Regions from separate parts of the Zea mays genome. Here region 1 is linked to region 2. Evidence: chromatin contacts called from public Hi-C data. All regions are on one chromosome and are shown on one strand. Each heading gives the region's core, a stretch centred on a gene start, on an enhancer-like site or on the middle of the called end of the contact. The rest is flanking DNA. Distances are from core to core; before and after follow the strand shown.

Region 1 (5,707 bases), core at 1,194-3,693, 240 kb before region 2:
GTATGCCCTTTAGGCTCAAAACCAAATTCCCTAAGCGTCCTTGCTACCTGCTCCCTAACATTTTCAAATGCTTCACCATCATAAGTCACAGGTGTCATAAAAGGGGTCGAACACAATGCTCCCTGCGCCCCTGCCACATGCCTGTTTGGTACAGATCCTTGCGGCACTCCGTTTCCTATGGGATTAATAAATGGTCCATAAGCCACACTTTGGTAATATGGCTGCTGCAGATTAGAATTTGCTACTGCACTCCCACTCGTACCCTTAGCCGATGCATCTATGGTGTTGGGTGCAACTGCTATGCCGAAGCTAGACGTGTCTGGTGAATTCGCTGCACGTTTACCCTGACTCTCTTCTTGTATCTGTTGAACTATAGATCGAATCTGTCTAGGCATGTTGTTGCTTATATCTTGCTTAAATTCAGATCTAAACACATCGAAAGAATTACGTACTCCCTCAGAAATCATACGCGTAATTTCTGTGACATCAGCCCCATACTTGCTAGCTACAGAAGTATCAATCATGTGAGCTAGCTCTTCGCAAGTGACAGATGAACTTACCTTTTTGCCGGACGTGCTTGCCCCAATGGTCTGTTTGATCACACCATTCTTGGTTTTTCGGAAACAAGCCAACCTCTCGTTCCGTTTCTCTTCCATCTCTCGTGCGATTTCTTCTTCAATCTCCTTCCTGTCTACCTCTGTAAGATCTTCCATCGTGACTTTGATCACGTTCAAGGGATGAACTTCAGATTTGTCTAGCGCCGTTTTCTTCGCTGTCTTGTCCTCCATAGCCCCGACTATGATTGGCGATGAGGACGCCAATCACCAGCAGTTTGCCGCCGTGAAACGATTATAAATCGTTCCCCAGCGGAGTCGCCAAATCTGTTGCTATGAATCAATCTTTCAAAGCAAACAACAGCGATAATTGGATTGGATGGATCTCACTTTCGCGGAGATGATTTCGGGTGTTTTTCTCGGCAAAACACCAAAGGAAAACAGAGAAAGAAATAATGACAAGTAAACCAGAAAAGTAATGAAGAATTCTTTTTTGCCTCTTCTTTACTGTAGCGTACAGTAGGCTTATATAAGCCTTCTGATCGAGCATGCAACAACTGATTTAATCTAAATAACGGGAAATATTCTAGCCTAAACAACAGGAAACTGTTTAGCCTAATAAAACTGACTTATCCTATCTAGTAGGAGACAAATCCAAACAAACTCTTTCCTCCATGCGGCTAGTTGACCTTGGCTTGTGTTTTAATTTCTGGACTTCTAGTTTTATGCATCACAAATATGCTTTATATGCATTTTTGTTGATCGGCTTCCCTTCTTCTTTTCTTATCAGGTCATTCTGTCTGCCCCTGCAGCCCTGCATCATCCGGTTACAAATTTCTCATTCAACAGCGTGTTTCACAAGGTATTCAGTGGCAGATCACATAACTAGGCGGCTAGCTGATGCCGTGTGACACGGGTCTGTTGAGAATTGAGATGGCACAACCTTTGTTAGGACTAGGAGTATGATATTTGCCGGCCGAGGGCGGTAAGGTGGTACACCGGGCATGTTAAAAACTTGGTGCAAGCGGGGCATCATAAATTAATACTGGCTCTGTTACAAAATAAAATTTGTTTTGGTTTTTCAGTAGTTCATATAATACTTAGTATATGTATTATATATATATCTATATTTATTATCATCTAATTAAATATAAATATAAAAATTGAAACTAAAATAAATACTATTTTAAGATGAAGGGATTATACGATGAACGCATAATGTTGTGTGTAGAATCTGTATGCATAATGCTGTTGAACTATTTACATTTTTGTGTGTGAAAGACTACTTGCTTTCTCTGATGTGATAAGGTTGCATTTGGGAACTAGCGAATTTTTACAATCTAGGCTGTGCACATTACCCAAAAATTATCTAACATAAGGTTGATAAATCAGATTCTGTCTTGTGGCACACAATCTAGGACGTAAAAGTATCTAACGTTTGGATCTGTATCGAATAAATGTTACTATCTGATAAAAAATCCTATCGAACCAAACGACGTCTAAGTACTAGTTATGATGGTGTCGAGCATTATTCACCAACTCCAGCGTCGGTCGCCCAGTGCACCATCCACGGAGTGCACGTACCAGCTGCGATATTGGTGTCTCTCGTCACGGCCCTGCCGGACTCAGGATAAAAACGGTTACAAATAAACGCTAAAATCATTTTCGTTTTTATATTTTTTTACCATAGACGAAATCGAAAACGGTCGTCTACCGACTCTCGAGTCTCGAGACTAACCCTCACCCCACCGGCTAGCTCTCGCGCCGTGCCGCCTGCCCGATGCGTGGCCGCCTGCCAATCTGCCTTCTTCTCGAAGCATCCGTCCACCCCACGCAGCGTGCAGGAGGCAGCGCCTAGGCCTGGCGCGCGCGAATCCGCTGGGACGCGCCAAACAACGTCTCTGTGGTGGACTGGTGGAACCGTAGGAGTGAGATGCGATCATGCGTAGTGCTAGCAATATGGGTCGGGTTTTTTTAGCTAGCACGAGCACAACTTTAAAATACGAGTCTAAAGCACGGTCCGACACGAAATAATATGGGTCGAGCTAGCACGGCCCGAAGTCAGGTCTGAGCCGAGTCTCAAATTTCAGTCCATCGGGCCCCCGGCACGGCCCGCATAGATGGGTCGGGCTTGGGCTGACACGGCCCAATTAAACTCAATCTGTTTAATTTCTTTAACTTAGTATGATATCGACTTTATATTGTTGTTATATTTGGAGTTTGTGTGGTTAAATGATGCTAGAATTGTTTAATATCTTTAATTTAGTAAGCTATAAACTTTATATGGTGTAATATTTTGATTTTATGTGGTCAAATATATGGGCCGGGCTTGGACCGGCATGGTCCAACGAAGGCACGACGTGATTTAGGGCCGGGTTGGGCCACTGTTTTTACACTTTGGACTGGCACGACACGGCTCAAAAGTATTTTGGGCTTTTCTGGTCCAAACTCATTTGACACTAAGCACAATAGGCTTGAGCCTGGTCCGGTCTGGCCCAATTTCCAACACTAATCATGGGAAAGGAATGGAACGCCCACACGGCCTGCAACTGTAGGGTGGAGAGAGAGACGCACGGTACTTTAGGCCGGGCGCTTTGTTTTTGCATGGATGCATGCATTGATGCATACACGCATGCGGCCGGGCCCGAACGTACGGGTGAGTTGAGATCGAGCTGCCGAGATGGAAATGGGTGAAAGTGATAATTCCTTGAACAAATTTAATATTTTAAAATATATTTGTATATAATTTCATATTTATTTTTTTCTTATTATCAAGTTCATTATTATAAATAATAATAAAATATTATATAAATTATTTTATATATTATTTGCTTTCTATGTCAAAAAGGTAAAAAATATCCAATTGACTTCCGAATCCATACCAAACTATATATATATATATATATATATATATATATATATATATATATATATATATATATATATATATATATATATATATATATATATATATATATATATATCATTTTAAAAAAATATCCAAATGACTTCAGAATCCATGCCGAATTTTTTATATATCGTTTGAGAAAATATAGAATAAATTTGATGTTTATATTTTATAAATCTTTATAAGCTAAATATTAAAAACAAGAATATAAAATTATATATCCTGTTTATTCGCAATAAAAAATGACTAAAAAAGCTAATAATCAAATAAATATTGTTTACTACCGTTTTCAAATGAAGTGCGCAAGCATGCATGCAGCGGCGTCCTCGACGACGCTAGCTATCGCCTATTCGCTGCATCCATCTTTTCGGCAGCCGACGACACCGTATAAGGCCCCGTTTCAATCTCACGAAATAATCTTTAGCTTTTTGCTAAATTTTAGCTATATGAATTGAAGTGCTAAAGTTTAGCTTTAATTACCACCATTAGCTTTTCTGTTTAGATTACAAATGGCTAAAAGTAGCTAAAAAAAGCTACTAAAATTTATGTCGCGAGATTGGAACAGAGCCTAAGACGTGCGATCATCGATGACGAATGATAGGATGAGCTAGTGACGTGCTGTTAGTTCAGATCTGCTACATACTCCCACGGTCTCAAAATAAATATTGGTGTCGTTTCATAAGTTGTCAAACGACCTTTAATATTTACTAAACATATACAAAAAATAGTATGTAATTAGTATCATTATATTTATATACCATTGAATTGTTTTTAATAAATTTATCTAAAGATAAAAATATCACTAATATTTTCTGTAAATTTAGTTCAATTTTAAAAAGGCCGACTGTCATAAATACTGTAACGATATTTATTCGGGGATAGGGTGAGTATACGATTACATTATTATATACTTCCTCCAGCTTTGATCTTTTTTGATACATCGATTTTACTATATATCTAAATATAACGTATGTTTGAATATATAACAATTTAGAGGTAAAACAATGACTTATAATTTAGAATATAAGAGCTTAGCTTATTAATATAGTGTATAAATTTTCAACCACTACATGTATACCGAACAAAAGTTCATCTGTATCAGCGTTGCAACAATAAGACTCTCTCCAGCAACGAACTGTAAAACAACTTGTACTCTAAATTTAGAGGATATTGTGCTCCTTTATCCACCCAACAAGGAACCCTAAAAGACACTCTAAAATTTGGAGTCTCTGCTTCAGCCGCTATATGTAGAGAAATACTGTTCGTCCTCTATCCGCAATCAAAGCGCTACGACCTGACACTTGTGCACGTGACGACCACTGTTGATTGACTTACCACGTTGCATGCATGCATATTGTGTTAAAAAAATGGTGTCCGATGCTGGATTGTTGCATAATGCAGTTGCAAATAGCTTAGTCAAACTATTTTAATTTTGGTAGAGATTAACGGTTTTTTGTTTGCGTATACAAGAAGGAAAATATATAATACAAATTTGTGATACATTGTTTTGCTATATATGAATGATGAGTAATTTCTCCATAAAATGAAAATATATTGTAATAAGTATTTCAATTTCGTGATGTACAAAAAAATATTCTTTTTTATAAAAGCGATAGGTAAAAACAATATAAATAATGAAATCTGGTAGCATTGTAGATATAGAGGACCAAATTTAGGGGACGTTGCTGGAGACTGATAAGATATAGAGGACGGAATCTTTTAGAGTGTGCTTTAAAAGACAGAGAATATTCTTTTAGAGGATGAAATTTAGGGGATGTTGCCGGAGACAGCCTTAGCCGATTGACGACGTTGCCGTGTATAGGCTTTTCAGCGATTCGATCAACACTTCACTTTCTCGTGCTACTTTTTCTATGGTTACAGTTGTGCCGGCTCTGCTCTTATCAACATGTGTTATGCGTGCATTTAGCATAGTGCATAGGTATTCTCTGCGCAACAATTCAACGAAATGGAAGTTCACATCACATACGCATGTACAGTTGTAGAGCAACACTTAAGGTAGATCATGATCTAAATATTTATCCATAATTTAGTAGGGCTCTAAATTAATTCTAGTTAAAAAATAATAAAATAGAGTCTAGTTCTAATCAGATATATCCTTAAATTCTATAGTTTAAAATTTTGAAACACATTATCACCTCTAGCAACACTATATAAGCTAGGTTTATTTTCGGCGGCAAGGACCGACTCTTGGTTTTAGAAGGCCCTAAGCCAATCTCGGTGTTTG
Region 2 (5,462 bases), core at 626-3,125:
CCAGTGAAGTATGCTGCATCCATGCTTCCAAATTAGATCAACCATCATGATTCACAAACACAATGACGTTAGAAGGCAACTAATATATAATGTTTGCTTCCATGGAGTAATTTGATCAGCATAAGCAACCCTTTCGCCCAGCTACCCTGCACAGTCCATGTCCTCACCCACAAGAGTCAAGACTCGAGTGAGGACTGCACAACCAAAAGGTGCCAGCTGCCTGGAGCCCCTCGTCGTATTCTACACCGCAGGATTCAGGCTGGTACTGGCAGCACCAGAGTCTCAGTCAGAATCCGGAATGACAACGAGTGCATCACCCACTAGTACCAGCTTGCCACCACTGACAGTGGGCCCGGTCAACTGGTAGCTGTGCCGGGAATCTGACGAACACCCACGCCACGCGAGCTCACAGCCTGCCGGGCTTCCCAACGGCATGGCAGAACAGAGCACAAAGGTCACAGCAAGCACAGGTGACTTGGCCTTCTGGCAAGAAGCCATACATGACATGCGTACTCCCTACGACCATACATGACTTGGCCTTCATAGAGGAGATGCGCCGACTCGCAGATCTACGCCATACGACCAGCGACGGCAAGCCGGCAAGGATGCATGCAACAAAAGTTTTGAAAGTTGAACAAGATCTGTGAATCTTACCTCGCCGGCCTTGACGGTGAGGATGTGAGGGGTGAAGGCGATGCCCCAGGAGCCTGCACGAGCGAAGAAAGGAGCACAGCACTGGTGAGATAGGGCGCGCGCAAGAAGCATGTACGAAGGGATTTTAGCACGGGAGAGAAACATGTACCCAAGGCTTCGAACTGCTTCTTCTTGCCAGAGCCGGGAGGCCGGCCGCGGCGCTTGGCGTTGGGGTCGGACGGGGGGCTGCTGATGGAGAACCCGCCGCCGTGCTGCTGCTGTCCGGGGGCTGCGGCGCCGCCGGCTGAGGCGGAGGAGATGGGGGCCAGCGCCAGAGCCATGCTCCCGTCGGGCGCGTACTTGCGCGGCCGGCCGCGCTTCTTGCGCATCAGCTCGCCCATGCCCAGCACATTGGCCCCCGGTGCGCCCGCGCCCGCGGCGGACTGCGGTGGTGGCACCGTGTACAGCATGGGCGCGGAGTGGTGGTGCTGCTCCCCGGGCGCCTTCCCGGACATCTGGTCGAACGAGAGCCGCATGCCGCCGGGCATGGACGCGGCAGGCGACGGAACCGGGGCCGCCTGCTGCGCGAACGGCGGCGGCGGATGGTGCTGGTGCTGGTGCTGCGGCGGCGCCATAGAAGAAGGGGCCGGCGGAGGCGGTTGAGAGGTCGGTGCAGGCACGGGCGCCGCGGTGGTGGTGGTGGCGGCGGCGAGCGGCGACACGTCCTTGGTCTCCATTTGCGTAGATCTATCGGCTTGGCAGCTTCCGCCCCTTCGTCTTGTCGCCGCTGACGCTGTGCTTCACAGTGGCAGGGGTCCTGTCGGTCGAGCTTGCACTCACAGCACAACGAGGCTCTCAGCTTTGACCAGACAAGCTGAGCTGATCAGAGACCTTGTCCTTCTCCTCCCAGCACTGCAAGGGGCTCAGCAAGGCTAGGTAAGACTAGAGCACTAGCGGTAACATGGAGATTAAAAGCGAGAGAGCACACCCTTTTAGTCTCAGCTACTAGTAGTAGTTAGCTATGAGTTGCTCACAAGAGATAATTTTTAAAATCTGGAGCTAGGAGACGGATAAAAAAAATCAAGGGAGGAAAGCGGAAAGCACGGTAGGGAGGGAGATTTGGTGGAAGTTAGGAAGGGGAGGTGTGTCTGATGCCCCGCGCGCACGCCTGTACGGTACCTAGGGGCAAAGTGATTAGAGATCGGCAGGGAGGGGAGCAAGCAGCAGGTCCATCACCATTCCATGACCCGCTTCGTCCTCCTTCCAGGTCCAAGTCCACATTTCACACCAAACGCCACTCACTCACTCTGCTCCTCTTGGCCTCTTGCTTTCTTGTTTCGCATGCAATGGGGAGAGATGGATGGTAGTAGCTCGACCTCGAGGGAAAAAATTCCATACATGCGTGCTGCAGAGCGATATCTGTGCAGCACTTACCGGATTGATGCCACGTGTTCATTTATTAATCTCAAAGCAATCTTTCGGATCGGCTGGCCACACTAATTTAATGTTAAAAGGAGCCAACGTTTGGAGCCAGCTGCCAGCCGTACAAGCAAATAAGCCATCTACTTTTTTTCATGCCCTACACAAACGAGCGCCGCCATTCCTTGCGTACCGCAAACACACAGCCCTAGAGGGACGATTGCATCCATGGAAGAGTACAGCGATCCTGCCGCCGCCACCACGAATATCATGTCCCAGCTGCAACCCTTGCTATGTGACGTCCCTACCCAAATCGTCGATCCATCTGATCATGAAGAGGCGACACTGCAGGTACTGTCATCATTAGTTCTTTTGATCATTGTACTTTTTCCGTCTATTTAGTTTGTCTATTTGACTGTAATTCCCACATTTGCATAGAACATTGAGTGTATAAACACCGAAGTAAATATTGTTGGCGCTATCGATACTAACATTCAAGGCAAGGAGAACACGATTCCAGAAGTGGTGACATATAAGGTGATTTTATTCTAAACGTATTTTGCAATAAATTTCCGTACTGTTGTAACGTGACTTTATTCTAAACGTATTTTGCAATAGAAGGTTGATCCAGTTGGACCAGCTGTGATTGTTCCTAAAGTAGGAATGTATTTTGACTCTGAGAAAGAAGCTTATGAGATGTACAATGCTTATGCATGTATGGTTGGGTTTAGTATTAGAAAGAGTGATACAAGACGTCGACCAGATAAAACTATATTTCAGAAACATATAGTTTGCAGCAACCAAGGTAATAGAAAAAATGAGCCATCACAATCAACTACAAGGACAGGTTGCAAAGCTCGTGTCCAGTTTAGCATTAGCAGGGAAGGGGTTTGGACAGTGCAAAAAGTTGAACTTGAACACAATCATACCCTCGCTAGTCCGAACAAGGCACACAAGTTAAGGTCCCAACGACATGTTATTGAAGCGGACAGACAACTCATTAGCCAAATACGGGAAGCTGGAATGAGACCAACGCAAGTGTATGAATTTATGAAGCAATTTTATGGAGGTGCTGATAAAGTTCCATTCTCGAGGATGGATTGTAATAATGAGATCGGTCGCGAACGAAAGAAATATTTAGAATCCAATGATGCACAAACACTATTGGAATACTTGAAGAATAAGCAAATAGAGGATCATGCATTTTTTTATGCCATTGAAATAGATTTGGAAGAAGGTGAGCAATATGGTCGGATAGCTAATTTCTTTTGGGCTGATGGTCAATCTATATTAGATTATGCATGCTTTGGAGATGATGTTTCATTTGACACCACATTTCAAACAAATAAGTTTGAAATGCCTTTTGCTCCACTACTTGGAACCAACCATCATAAGCAGACAATAGTCTTTGGGGCTGCACTGTTATTTAATGAAACTATTGAATCATTTGTTTGGCTCTTTCAAACCTTTTTGACAGCAATGTCAGGGAAACATCCAAGTACAATTTTCACTGATCAAGATGCAGCCATGGCATGTGCAATTGCTTATGTGTTCCCAAATACAAGACATCGACTTTGTTTATGGCATATTTATCTTAATGCCGCTAAACATCTAAGTCATATCATTCATAACCATCCTAAGAAGTTTCTACCTGCATTTAAAAATTGTGTCTATGAAGATAGATCAGAGGATTGTTTCAAAAGGAAGTGGAATGAACTGTTGATTGAATATAGCCTTGAGGAGAACTTGTGGATGCTAAATCTATATAATTTAAGAGAAAAGTGGGCTGCTGTTTATCGTGACTCTTTTACAGCGGATATGACAACTACTCAAAGGAGTGAAGGTATGAATAATGTATTTAAGAAGAGATTCCGTAGGAAACTTGGGCTTTCCGAACTCATCGTCGAATGCGAGAAGGTTTCTGCTTCTCTTCGCGAAAATGAGTTGGATGAAGATTTCAAATCACGTATGAAGAATCCAGTTAATTACATCCAAAATTTACCTTTGTTGAAGTATGCTGCTGAATCATATACAAGGAGGATGTATATGGAGTTTGAGGAAGAATTTAAATGTCAGTTTTCATATTCATGTAAATTGTTACAATCTGAGGGGTCAATATCAACATTCATGGTTACACATATGCATTCAAATTATGGAGCAACAGTAACATTCAATGTTGCAGATTTGACCATTACATGTTCTTGCAGGAAGTTTGAATCCATAGGTATGTATTTTCATTTGAAACTATAGTTTTGGTTCTAATACAAGTTGCTAACCAAAACTTTCATATCTTATAGGTATATTGTGCAAGCATGCCTTCAAAGTATTTAATATGAACGATGTTTTCATTTTACCACCGAAATATATATTAAATAGGTGGACAAAATATGCAAAAAAGGGATTTCATATTGAAAGAAAAACAAATCAGAATGAAACCTTGAAAGCACATGCTGCACGCATGTCTCGAAAGGCAACATCCCTTGCATTGAAGTGCTCAGTGTCAAGGCCACTTCTTGATTATTTAGAGAAAGCATTAGAGAAGTTGGAGATGGAATCAGATGCTTCTCTAAGTAATCTGAGAGAAAATGATGTTCCTATGGCATCTCTATCTTCTTCGAGAGTAAATGATATTCCTATGGTTTTAAATGACTCCAATGTAGATATAATAAAAAGTGCCATATCATTTCGAGTTCCTCGTGTGATTAAAGGTGCAAAAAGTAAGCGAGCAAAGAATATAGTTGAAAAGAAAGCATGGAAAAAAAAGAAATTTTCTCAGGAGAAAGGTACTCATCACTATGCCCGCCAAATCTTATTCTAATATTGTTGATAGTGATTTATTTCTGTCATTTTTGTGTATGACACAGGAGAAGGTTTAAGCAAAGTAACAGACAATAGAGAGCATGAACATGATCCAAAAAATTTGAGCCAGAGCAATAATGCTAATATGGGAATATCAAATGCTTTCACCAACAATATGTATGTGGATTTTTCATCAATGGAGGCTCCATTAATGCAAGGAGGATACACCAGGCTTCTGCTTGGAGTTGATCAAGATGCATCGGCTGCTCGGAAATTAAATTTTGATGTAGCAAACCATGTAACATTTAAGGACTAAGTATTCATAATACACTCAGCAACCTGACGTTGTCAGCTTTGTAATTAACATTGCACGTAGAATCCTTTGTGATGGTGACGATTACTTATGCTGAAAAATGCAGTAGCTGTAACTAGCTTCAGAGTTCGCCTCTGTTTGTTTGCTTGTCTACGGCTGGCTCGAAAGACTGGCTCGAAACGTTGGCTCCTTTTAACATTAAATTAGCTAGTGTGGCCAGCCGATCCGAAAGATTGCTTTGAGATTAATAAATGAACACGTGGCATCAATCTGGTAGGTGCTGCACAGATACCGCTCT

What was found. A called contact is a pair of places that touch in the nucleus more often than the background predicts.
Region 1: a Hi-C map of endosperm shows a contact between it and region 2, with 3 times the contacts expected there. The contact joins the enhancer-like site here to the promoter of LOC100282073 in region 2. A contact is called at or near these places in 2 of 25 Hi-C or Micro-C datasets (ear and endosperm).

What each region holds. Positions count from the first base shown.
Region 1 is chr1:101,687,162-101,692,868 of Zm-B73-REFERENCE-NAM-5.0, reverse strand. No RefSeq gene overlaps it. Among protein-coding and RNA genes, the nearest start is that of LOC103637709, 21 kb to the left of the region's middle. Within about 2 kb of position 2,443, at least 18 of the 20 cell types and tissues checked have an H3K27ac peak or open chromatin away from gene starts, as enhancers often do. A contact at or near this core is called in ear and endosperm, where this site is marked.
Region 2 is chr1:101,446,853-101,452,314 of Zm-B73-REFERENCE-NAM-5.0, reverse strand. LOC100282073 (AT-hook protein 1) reads right to left here and starts at 1,875. Exons shown (of 6, transcript NM_001154986.1): 1 at 1,622-1,875; 2 at 803-1,545; 3 at 655-707. The coding sequence starts at 1,370. It overlaps LOC103637704 (protein FAR1-RELATED SEQUENCE 5-like), which reads left to right and starts at 2,099. Exons shown (of 5, transcript XM_008660389.1): 1 at 2,099-2,403; 2 at 2,491-2,589; 3 at 2,671-4,276; 4 at 4,350-4,835; 5 at 4,917-5,282. The coding sequence starts at 2,281. The coding sequence ends at 5,167.